2 separate regions of the Mus musculus genome follow, and region 2 is linked to region 1. The links are chromatin contacts, called in public Hi-C maps. All regions are on one chromosome and are shown on one strand. Each heading gives the region's core, a stretch centred on a gene start, on an enhancer-like site or on the middle of the called end of the contact. The rest is flanking DNA. Distances are from core to core; before and after follow the strand shown.

What was found. Hi-C and Micro-C count contacts between places; a contact is called where the count stands out from the background.
Region 2: a contact with region 1 is called in a Hi-C map of cerebral cortex, with 2.6 times the contacts expected there. The contact joins the enhancer-like site here to the promoter of Galnt18 in region 1. A contact is called at or near these places in 1 of 39 promoter capture datasets (hippocampal neurons), 3 of 484 Hi-C or Micro-C datasets (cerebral cortex and ventral hippocampal neurons) and 1 of 115 datasets of contacts at active chromatin or transcription factors (embryonic stem cells).

Annotation. Positions count from the first base shown.
Region 1 is chr7:111,778,391-111,783,550 of GRCm38.p6, reverse strand. It overlaps Galnt18 (polypeptide N-acetylgalactosaminyltransferase 18), which reads left to right and starts at 3,574. Exons shown (of 11, transcript NM_001360903.1): 1 at 3,574-4,238. The coding sequence starts at 4,004.
Region 2 is chr7:111,894,978-111,900,397 of GRCm38.p6, reverse strand. No RefSeq gene overlaps it. Among named protein-coding and RNA genes, the nearest start is that of Gm33204, 110 kb to the left of the region's middle. Within about 2 kb of position 3,932, at least 39 of the 459 cell types and tissues checked have an H3K27ac peak or open chromatin away from gene starts, as enhancers often do. A contact at or near this core is called in cerebral cortex, hippocampal neurons and ventral hippocampal neurons, where this site is marked.

The DNA of each region.
Region 1 (5,160 bases), core at 2,325-4,824:
TTAATACTTAAAATATTACATATTTAAGTCAATCTGATAGGGGAACTATGGCAGCCATATCTGGAAAAATGTTTCTAATTCTTATCCAGCTTAATCATCCTCTGGTTAGTTCTTGGCTGGTTCTGATCTCTCTTCCACTGTTTGCTCATGTTCTTCGTCCATTTTCCCCATTGGATAGTTTTATCCTCTGTTGGATTGGCTTATATGTGTTCTTTTGGCTAGTGCTACTTTGTTCTAAGAGCCCACATTTCCTTGAGGGAGGAGGAGCCTGTCTAGCAGAGCTGTCTAGTGGTAAAATCACGGGATCAGGATGCAGTTGATGTCTCCATTATCCGTTTGCATCTCTCTTTCATACTAAGACATCAGCTAGGAGCCTATCCTACTGTAAGGCAGCTGCTTCTTCACTGGTCCACTCCATTAAGGGAATGTGGTCTATGAGTCTCTCTGAGTACCTGTGCGCAGAGGCTACTGTCACATGACCCGAAGTGGATTACTAAGCGACAGATGTGAGGCAGACGGACCTAGTTGCAGGGTTCCTGCAGAATCTGCACTTGAGTACATTGAGGAGTTTAGTTACACCAGCTCTGTTGGGAAGGTGATGGTGGAGGGAAGAAAGGGTCCTTTGTGTGTAACTTCTGGACCCTCTGTTCTCAGAGGAAAGCTGCCTCTAAGAGATTGTCATTTTTTCCTCTCATTTATCTTCCAGACATTTGGATACTCAGAGAGAGTAGTAACAATCAATACTTAGATAATGCCATCAGTGCCCCTCATACAAATTAAAGTTTCATAATATCTCCATGATGTAGGTAACGTTACTATTATCCCATTTGCAGATGGAAGGACTTGAGGCACCAAGTAGTTAGTTAGCTTGCCCAAGACTCCACAGCTAGTAAATGAGAGCATTTGCCTGGCTCCCTAGTCCAAATCTTAACCCTGGCACAAGGGAGGCACCAAATAAACCTTTCTCAGCAGAATGCTTTTTCTGTCAATTACATTTTTGGGCTGTGGCTTCCTAACATCAAATCTTGGGCGTCTACGACTTTTGTTTCTGAATGGATTATCCACTTTTGCTTTGCAACCCACCAGTCTCCATTCCCTTGAGTGCCTGCCACCCTACTTCCCATAATGCCAGACCAAGACTAAAGCCTTCCACTACCAGGGTTTATTTTTCCTGTTAAGCCCCCAAGTTCTCTTGGCACTTCTGGCCCCATGGCTTTACACAGTGCTGCCATCTGGTGGACACATGTGGCCACTGTCAGTTCTCTCTGAGGAGTCTATTCCTGCCGAGAATGTAAGGGATTGATGGCCAAACGAAGATTCACTTTTCTTAATGGTGATACCAAAGACACTTTGAAGAAGGCTTAGCATTGATGGCATAGCGGTGTCTCTGGACATGAGGATAAGAACCTCTATAAAAGGTGAGTCATAGCAGGAAGTGTCTTTAATCCTACTACAGAGGCAGAGGCAGGTGGGTCTTTATAGGATCAAGTCCAGACTTGTCTACTTGTTTACATAGAGAGTTCTAGCTTAGTCGGAGCTACATAGTGAGAGTCTGTCTCAGAAAACAAAATACCCCTCCCTTCCCCACCAAAGACTGCTCTCAAGTCACATCAAGGGGACAGTAGCTTCTTCAGTGTACAACATTCAGTTTATACAGGACAAAGCCACCAGGACTTTCAGTCCTCATGTCACCTCTCGTGGTAGGAGTGGAAGGAGACAGTAGCTTCAGATTCTCAGAATAAGTTTCAAGGACCACTTGGCATCAGTTGGCTCACATCGACTATCTGAGGAATTTTTCAGTTCTGATGCACATCAAGGGGCCTGATAGTGAAGCTCCCGGCAGGACTTATTAAATGGCAAAGTGGGAAGACGCTTGGGGTTAGACGAGTGACATAAGTGGAAAGTCGAGAACCTCCTTGGACTGAACAGCTCTCCATGCTTAGAAAAGAGGCCCCCGATGAGACTGAAGCCTACACCGCAGCCATAGGTCTAGAGCAAACTGGGCAAGTGTCCCAGGCAACTGGTCATTTAGACAAAATGTCAGGAACTTGCTGAGTTCCTGTTGAGTTGAATACAATTGAACTGAGGGCCAAAGATAAGAATCTATGTTCAAGAACCATTTATAAAGGGAGCTTGCAGAGATACTGGGGCCTTTGACCTTGTAATTCTGCAGAGGGTGGTGAGTAAATGCCTACACAAACCCCTCCCATGCCCCTGTTTCTAACCAAGGTTTTGGGGATCTTGAGTTGGAATCTGAGGGTATGTGGGGCAATCAGGCCCAGCAGCATTCCTTCTATCAGCCCCTGTGGCTGAATTGCTGATGGTAAAGAAAGACATTCAAGCAGAAAGCCAATGAGGTGGAACCAAGCCAGCTAGAGGACAAGCTCCTTCTTGCTGCCCACAGCCTTAGACTCTGTAGCTTCCAGTAGGGGAGAAGAGCTGAGAGTGGTCAATAGAAAAATCAAGGTTTGCTGAGCAGCCAGGTGGTGTTCTTGGACCCGGGAAGGGAGGAACTGCATCCTGGAATGATAACCACAGGAGCCTGGGCACCCACTGTGTGTCCTGTCCTAAGCCCTTTTGGTATATCCTCTCATTTAATACTTATAAGCAGGAAGGTATTGTTGATATTTGATAGATGGGGGAAATGTCTCTTATGGTGTTCTGACCCTTGCTCAAGCTCATGTAACTAACACATACAGGAGCATCAAACCCAGGAGCCTCTCTCTCTCTCTCTCTCTCTCTGTGTGTGTGTGTGTGTGTGTGTGTGTTTCTACATCCTCTCTCCAGAAAGGCTCTGTCGACCACTTGATAGCCATGAACACTGAATGTGTGGGAATTATACAAGTCATGGAGAATTGCATCCTCTTGTCCCAATACTGCGTATAAGGCTTCCTTAGACGTGGGGTGTAGTGATATCCATAAGCAGTAACGGCTCCCAGAGCATGAATTCGTCCAGGGAGCTGCATAGTGCATAGATGTGACCAACGATTGCAGAGACACCCTCACTATTCACTATGCCTCTCCTAGAGATTTCCGGAAGGCATTTGGTGACACCCGGGAGACCAACAGAGAGAGGCAGAGTAAAGGCTCAAGAAGCATAAGGTGTGGACATTATGAGGCCTAGCCACTTGTATGGTTTGAGTCTCCATTATCAAAAAGGAGATGGAGGCGAGGAGTCCGTTTTTTCAGGTGGAAAAGCAGAATGCCCTCAGTTGGGGAAGGTGAGGGTATAGGAGCATCTTGGTCCCCAAAGCTTGGGCTTCTTAGCGGGAGCGCGAGCGGGGAATTACTCTAGAGGTGGAATCTGCCGGCCTGGGCGGGGACTGGAGGTTCCTGATCTGCAGGCCCTAGGGTGGCCCGAGGGCGCGGGAGACTCAGCTGTGTCCGGACCGGAGCCTGCTGCCAGCAGGTGGGGCGCGGGGCGGGGCTCCGCCCCCTGGCCCCTCCTCGTTGGTCCGCAGCCGCCCAGTCCCGACCCTTTTCCAGAGCCAGAGCGCGATTGGTGGCGGCGCTTGTCGCTCGGAGGGGGCCGGGCCGCTCTGCTTCGCTCCTCTGGTCGCAGCCACAGCCGCGGTTCTCCTGAGCGGCGAGCGGAGGGCTGGTGGCATCTCCCAGGCAGCCAGCACTGGAGATGGAAAGCAACGCGGCTGGGCCCTGGCAGTGACAAAGTTTCCCAGCCCTGCAGGTCTCGTCTCGCCACTGCCGGCCACCCGTGACCGCCTAGGGAAAAGCTCGGGGATTTTGAATTTGCGGGGGAAAAGCCCAAAACAAAAATCTAGACCCACCTCGTTTTCTTTGTGGAGCTCTTTCTCAGGGTGGCCAGCGGCCGGAGCTGCAAAGTTGTGCGCCGCAGCTCACACTGCCAGGAGACCCGCCTTTGGAGAGACTTAGGTGCTGGCGCACCCAGAGACCCCAGACGTGCCAAGGGGGTTGAGCGCGGGGGAGTTTGGGGTGTACAGCGAGGAGGGGCCCCGGGTGCTCTATATGGAGGAAGGACCCCAGAATGGTGTGTACCAGGAAGACCAAAACTTTGGTGTCCACTTGCGTGATCCTAAGCGGCATGACCAACATCATATGCCTGCTGTACGTGGGCTGGGTCACCAACTACATCGCCAGCGTGTATGTGCGGGGGCAGGAGCCAGTGCCCGACAAGAAGCTGGAGGAAGATAAAGGGGACACCCTGAAAATTATCGAGCGGCTGGACCACTTGGAGAATGTCATCAAACAGCATATCCAAGGTACAGGCGTCCTGAGAAACTTGAGCCAGGCGCGAGGCCCGGGAGTGCCCAGTGTGTTCTGCTTGTGGGATGCGCTGGGGCCAATGCGTAGGAGACCAGCGATTGCAGGGAGGGCTATAGGTTGGCAGCTACGTGGTTGGAGGGATTGCAAGGACTGGTGTCCTGGATCTTTTGTGTCTGCCGCCCTGTGAGTCTTCCCTGTGTACGCGTGTGCACAGGTGGTGTGTGTGTGTGTGTGTGTGTGTGTGTGTGTGTGTGTGTGTGTGTGTCTGTGTGTGTGTGTGTGTAGCTTGCTGTCAGTATGGGGACGCGATGTGCACGTGTCCAAACGTGCGTATGATTCCAGGGTGCTCCTTTCCAGGATCGCAGGATCTCACACTAGTCCGGGAGTGTGTCTGACTGGATGTTTGTGCTTCCAAGAGAGAATGTGAGGGCAAAAGAGCTTATTTGCCGGGCTTGTAAGGGACAAGAGAAATGCCTTGTATGACTCTAACTGTGGGTTTTAAGGAGCAGCAAGCTTCAAGACAAATGCGGAGTAGAAAATTACATCGGCCCAGTATTGGCTCCAGCCTCAGTCAGTCTCAGTAGGACTGGGACTGCAGGGGGCATCTTAAGTAGAAAACTGTCCCCACCTAGAGCACACCTGCCTATCCAGGATCCTCCCCTAAGGAGCAGGTGTCAAACCCAAGAAGCAGCTTAGTCCACTGTGGTGGTGTTTCTTCTGTTTCGGATGGAGAAAACCCACGCTGGGCTGCGGCTTTACTTCAGAGCCTTCCGGGTTCTAGCAAGGCCAATCTGCCAGGACAGTTACCTCAGTTGCGGAAGCAGGAAGCAGCCACAGCAGAGCAGACAAACCCACAGGAGCTGGGTCTGAAATCCAAGGCTGCAGTGGGTGGGTGTCTCCAGACTGGGTCCAAAGAGA
Region 2 (5,420 bases), core at 2,683-5,182, 120 kb before region 1:
CTTGTTATCTTATTTATTTATTTATTTAGTTAGTTAGTTAGTTAGTTTTTTTGAGACAGGGAACCATCCCTCATCAATGTTCCTTGTTATCTTATTTATTTATTTATTTACTTACTTACTTACTTACTTAGTTAGTTAGTTAGTTAGTTATTTTTTTTGAGACAGGGAACCATCCCTCATCAATGTTCCTTGTTATTTATTTATTCACTTAGTTAGTTAGTTAGTTAGTTAGTTAGTTTTTTTGAGACAGGGTTTCTCTGTGTAGCCCTGGCTGTCCTGGAACTCACTTTGTAGACCAGGCTGACCTCGAACTCAGAAATCTGCCTGCCTCTGCCTCCCAAATGCTGAGATTAAAGGCGTGCACCACCACTGCCCAGCCCCCTTGTAATATTAATGCCTCCTTTTCCACATAGATCCCTAAGCCTGGAAAGGAGGGGTTTGATGAAAATGGTCCTAAATTTGATGAGGATATTCCATTTAGGACTGAGTGCTTCAAAGTCTCTCACTCTTGGCACAATGTCCAGTTGTGGGTCTCTGAATTAATTCCCATCCACTACCTGCAGAAGCTTCTCTAATGTGGGTTGGGCAAGACACTGATCTATATGTATGATCTATATGTCATTTCATTGCTATGTCCTTTTAGCAGAAGAGTAGTATTAGGTTTTTTCCCTAGGCCCATGATGTATCTATTCTTAGGTTCCTGAAAGTTTTAGCAGTATCAGGTATGGCTTGCATCTCATGAATGGGCCTTAAATCAAACTTTTAAAAAGTGATTGGTTACTTCCAAAACCTTTGTGCCACTATTGTAGTAGTACTGCAGGCAGTTTGCTGTTTTAGGTCATAGGGTTTGTAGCTGAGTCATATTGATTATTACTTTTCTCCTTCAGTATTGTGCAGAGTACCTTACAGTATGATGAATGTTAGTCAGTAGGGACGAAGCTTCTAGTTAGGTACTGACTTGACCTCTCCATGTTAACTTGACATAAATGTTTTCTTTAACAAGAGGGGCTTATTATCAGGGTCTGAGAGCAAGTAATAACTTTGGCAATAGTCTGTGATATCTGAGGGTGGGGTTCCATTGGACCCTCTTGGTCAACAAATCAACAAGATCTTCACTGAAGTTTTGATAGAATTTTGTACTGATTATGGTCCTGGACTGTTTTTGATTGGGAAATTTAAAACTGTTTTTGTCTTACTTGGGAGTATGAGTCTGTTAAGTTTCTTAATTTATCTTGATTTTTGTATGATATATATATAATATTTGGTATGATATATATATGTATGTGTATATATACATACATACATATGTATGTATGTATATATTAGGTTTTCCAATTTTTTGGAGTACAAATTTTAAAGTATGTCCTTATCAATCTTTGAGCTTCCTTAGTGTCTGATGTAATGTTTCCCCTTTCATCTGCAATTTAATTAATTTGAATCTTTTCTCTCCATCTTTTGGTTGTCTTGCCTAAATGTTTGTCAATGTTTGTTTTTTAAAAATCAACTCTTTGTTTTATTGATCTGTTGTTTTTATCTCACTGACTTCAGCCTTCATGTTGCTTATTTCCTCTTGTCAACTTTTGTGTGTTATTTCTTCTTGTTCTAGAATTTTCAGTTTTTTCATTAAGTTACTAATATGAGATCTCTTCAGTCTCTCTTTTGTTTTTTAATGTAGGTATTTGGTGCCACGATCTTGCCTCTTAGAACTGCTTCACTGCACTCATAGGTTAGATATGCTGTGCTTTTAGTCCCATTCAATTCTAAAATGTTTTTAATTTCCTTCTTGATTTCTGTCTTGACCACATCTTTATTCAATAGTGAGTTGTTCAATTTCCATGAGCTTGTATACTTTCTGCTGATTTTGCTGTTATTGATATCCAGCTTTAATACAGGGTGGTCAGAAAGGATGCAGAATGTCACTCATCTTTCTTTCTTGTATCTGTTGACACTTGCTTTGTGGCCTAATATGTGGTGAATTTGGAGGAAAGTTCCATGAGCTGCTGAGAATGAGGCATACTCATGATAGGGTAGAATGTTCTATAGATTCTACCCTATCATGGGTATGATATGTCCATACAAGGTCCATTTGACTTATGTTGTTATTTTGCTACAGTATTTCTCTGTTTAGTTTTTGTCTTGGTGACTGTCTGTCAGTGATAGTGAGGTACTGAAGTCACCACTATCGCCGTGTAAAGGTCAATATGATTTTAGCTATAGTAGTGTATCTTTTATGAACTTGGGTGCCCTTGTATTTGGTGCATAGATAGCTAAAATTGGAATTTTGTGAATTTTTCCTTTGATAAGTATGTAGTGTTCTTCTCCATCTCTTCTGATTAATTTTTGCTTGATGTCTATTTTGTCAAATTTGGAATTGTTACTCCTCCTTGTTTTTTAGATTATTTGCTTGCAATACTTTTTCCCATTCTTTTATTGTGAGGTAATGTCTATCCTTGATGGTAAGGTTTGTTTCTTGGATGCATCAAAAAGATGTATCCCATTTTTTAGTCCATTCTGTTAGTCTTTCTTTTTATTGAGGAACTGAGACCATTAATGTTGATAGTTATTAATGAGTAATGTTGACTGAGTCCTATTACTTTGTTGTGGTAGTATAGCTGTCCTCTCTTTAGATTTACTGCTCTTGGATTATTTGTTCCTTGTATCCTCTTACTTTGTTGTGGTGGTATAGCTGTCCTCCCTTTAGATTTACTGCTCTTGGATTATTTGTTCCTTGTATCCTCTTGCCTTTGTTGGGTGGGTGCTCTGTTCTTTGGTTGTCCACTTTAGATTGTAGGCAAGCTGTAGAGTTCCTGGTAGAGAGTGCTTCTGCAATTGGGTGGGTGTCACAAAGAAATGGAGATGAGCTAGGAGGAAAGGCTGAGTCTGAGCTCAGGATGGTCACTGGGGGTACCTGGTAGAAAATGTTTCCATGGGTCAGTGGCTGACACTAAGGAATGGAGATGGCCTAGAAGGAGAGACTGAGAGGGTCCGCAGAAAAGAGCTTGGGAGACCCTGTGTCTGAAGAAAGAGGTAGAGTTCCCTGGGAATGAAAGAGGAGTGGGAGGTGAAGCTCTTGCAGGCAGGCTGCAGCAGGACTAAGAGTCAGTATGGAAAGACAGAGGCTGATCTTCACTAGGTTTTTATAGAAACACATGAGAGGAAAATTCCAAGTTAGCATAGGCATTCCTGGACAGGAGCCAATGGTGTGTTTTTGGATGGAGTGTCTCTGATGATCTTTCTTTCAAGAACATGAAAAATGGTGGTCAATTGATGTGCCAGCATCAGGGGATACCCAGGGGAAACTCTACCCTCTCAGAGGGCTAGAAGAGGGTGGTGAGGATTGTTGGATGGGTGACCAGGAGGAGGGGCAGTGACAGGATGTAAAGTGAATAAATAAATATAAAATGAAAAAAAATGGTGGTTGAGAGTTCATCAGGACACAGTCCTCTCAGAGTTGAATGAAAACTGGAAGATACTATTGAATAAGTCTAAGTGGAAGCAGAAAACAGAAGAACATGAAGCTCCAGGCAGTCAGTGAGAAAAAAATAGAGGAAATTGGTCAAGAGCATGAAGCCTGTGCTTCTGAGGCAACTTTGGGGGACTGTGTTGGAAGGTTATTAAAAACATGACACTTAGGAAGGTAGCCCTTTCCCTGTCTGTGCAGCCATAAACAGGGCTCAGCAAGTTCCCTGTGCTGCAGATTATTCTAGAGCTTTTTGTTGTGTGGTCTCTCTGATCAGAATGGGAATACAGAAGGGGCTGTTCCGGGGTGACCCTCACTTTGTAATTAACCCTCCTCATTAGAGGCTCACTTGCTTCTGATGGGCAGTACACACACGCTTGTGGTTATGTAACTGCCAAGCAGGGCTGGGCGAGCCATTTGTTGGCATCCTAATTGTGTCCAATCAGAGGGAAATGAATTGCATCAAGAAGAGTAATGAGCGGAGGAGTACCCTGGCAGCCATCCACAGGCTCCACCCTGTCAGCTGTGAAGCCTGGCAATCTGTGTTGAAGCAAAGCTCTGTGGTAGACAGTTCCTGCTTGAGGAATGCTGAGGGGGCTGGGAGGGGGTTGGGCACAGGGAAAGAACACTTAAGTGAGAGAGAGGAGGGGGAATACCAGCCCTTCCTTTTCTTATGAACGCTCATTTCTCTCTCCTTTCTGTTTTATTTCTTTTGATCCCCGAGAACCTCCAGTGATACCTCAGCCTTTGTGCTAATCAGAGTTCTCTAAAGAGAGAGATAAGCAGGAGTTGGTAAGTACATATGTGTCCGTATAGAAATGAATGACCCGAGATATGCAGAGATACGTATACACATTATATTGGCACACACACATTCTATAGATTGTTCATAGAGCTAGATAGATTTGGTTTATTATGAGGTATTGGTGAAAAGGTTCCACAGTCTGCCATCTATGAATCCGGATATCTGAAGAGCCAGAGAAGCTGTGCTGTAAAGATCTGAGAAGAGGAACTGAGGGTACGAGGGTATGCAGATCCCAGCCCAAGTGGTTGGGAAAAGAATGGACTCACCTTCCTCTTCCCCTTCTGGGAGGTAGGGGCTTACTGCATTGGAAGATGTCTACTCATATTGAAGAGGGCCATCTGCTTGCCCAATATAGATGCTGCTCTCTTCCAGGAGCACCGCTGGCTAAATAGACATCCTATAGTCAGTTTGGTACCATGGATTCACCACCATAGTAGTGATGTGAGCTGAGGAAAGTGAGGAGAGAGCAGGGCAGGGAATACAGAGGAAGTGAGTTGAAAATAGAGATCGGGACACTTGCAAGGAACCACACAAGATTCCCCACGGGATCCTAAGACCTCTGGTGAGTGGAACACAGCGTCTGCTCCAATCCAATCACACAGGACCTGAGACTGCATTAACTAGGGAAGCAGATAACCCGGCCTGACCAGGGGCAGAAGTCCCTTCCGGCCCACTCCAGCACCAGGGTGCCTTGCCCGCGGAGTCTCCAGACACCTGCAAGGAACCACACAGAATTCCCCACGGGATCCTAAGACCTCTGGTGAGTGGAACACAGAACCTGCTCCAATCCAATCGCAAGGGACCTGAGACTGCATTAATTAAGGAAGCAGATAACCCAGCCTGATCAGGGGCACAAGTCCCTTCCAGTTCACTCCAGCAGCGGAGTTCCTTGTGCGCGGAGTTACTGGACACCCCCAAGGTCCTCACGGGACCCTCCACTGGATCTTAAGACCTCTGGTGAGTGGAACACAACTTCTGCCAGGAGGCAGGTTCGAACACCAGATATCTGGGCACCTTCCCTGAAAGAGGAGAGCTTACCTGCAGAGAGTACTCTGACCACTGAAACTAAGGATAGAGCTAGTCTCCCAGGTCTGCTGATAGAGGCTAACATAATCACCTGAGGAACAAGCTCTAACCAGAGACAACTATAACAAC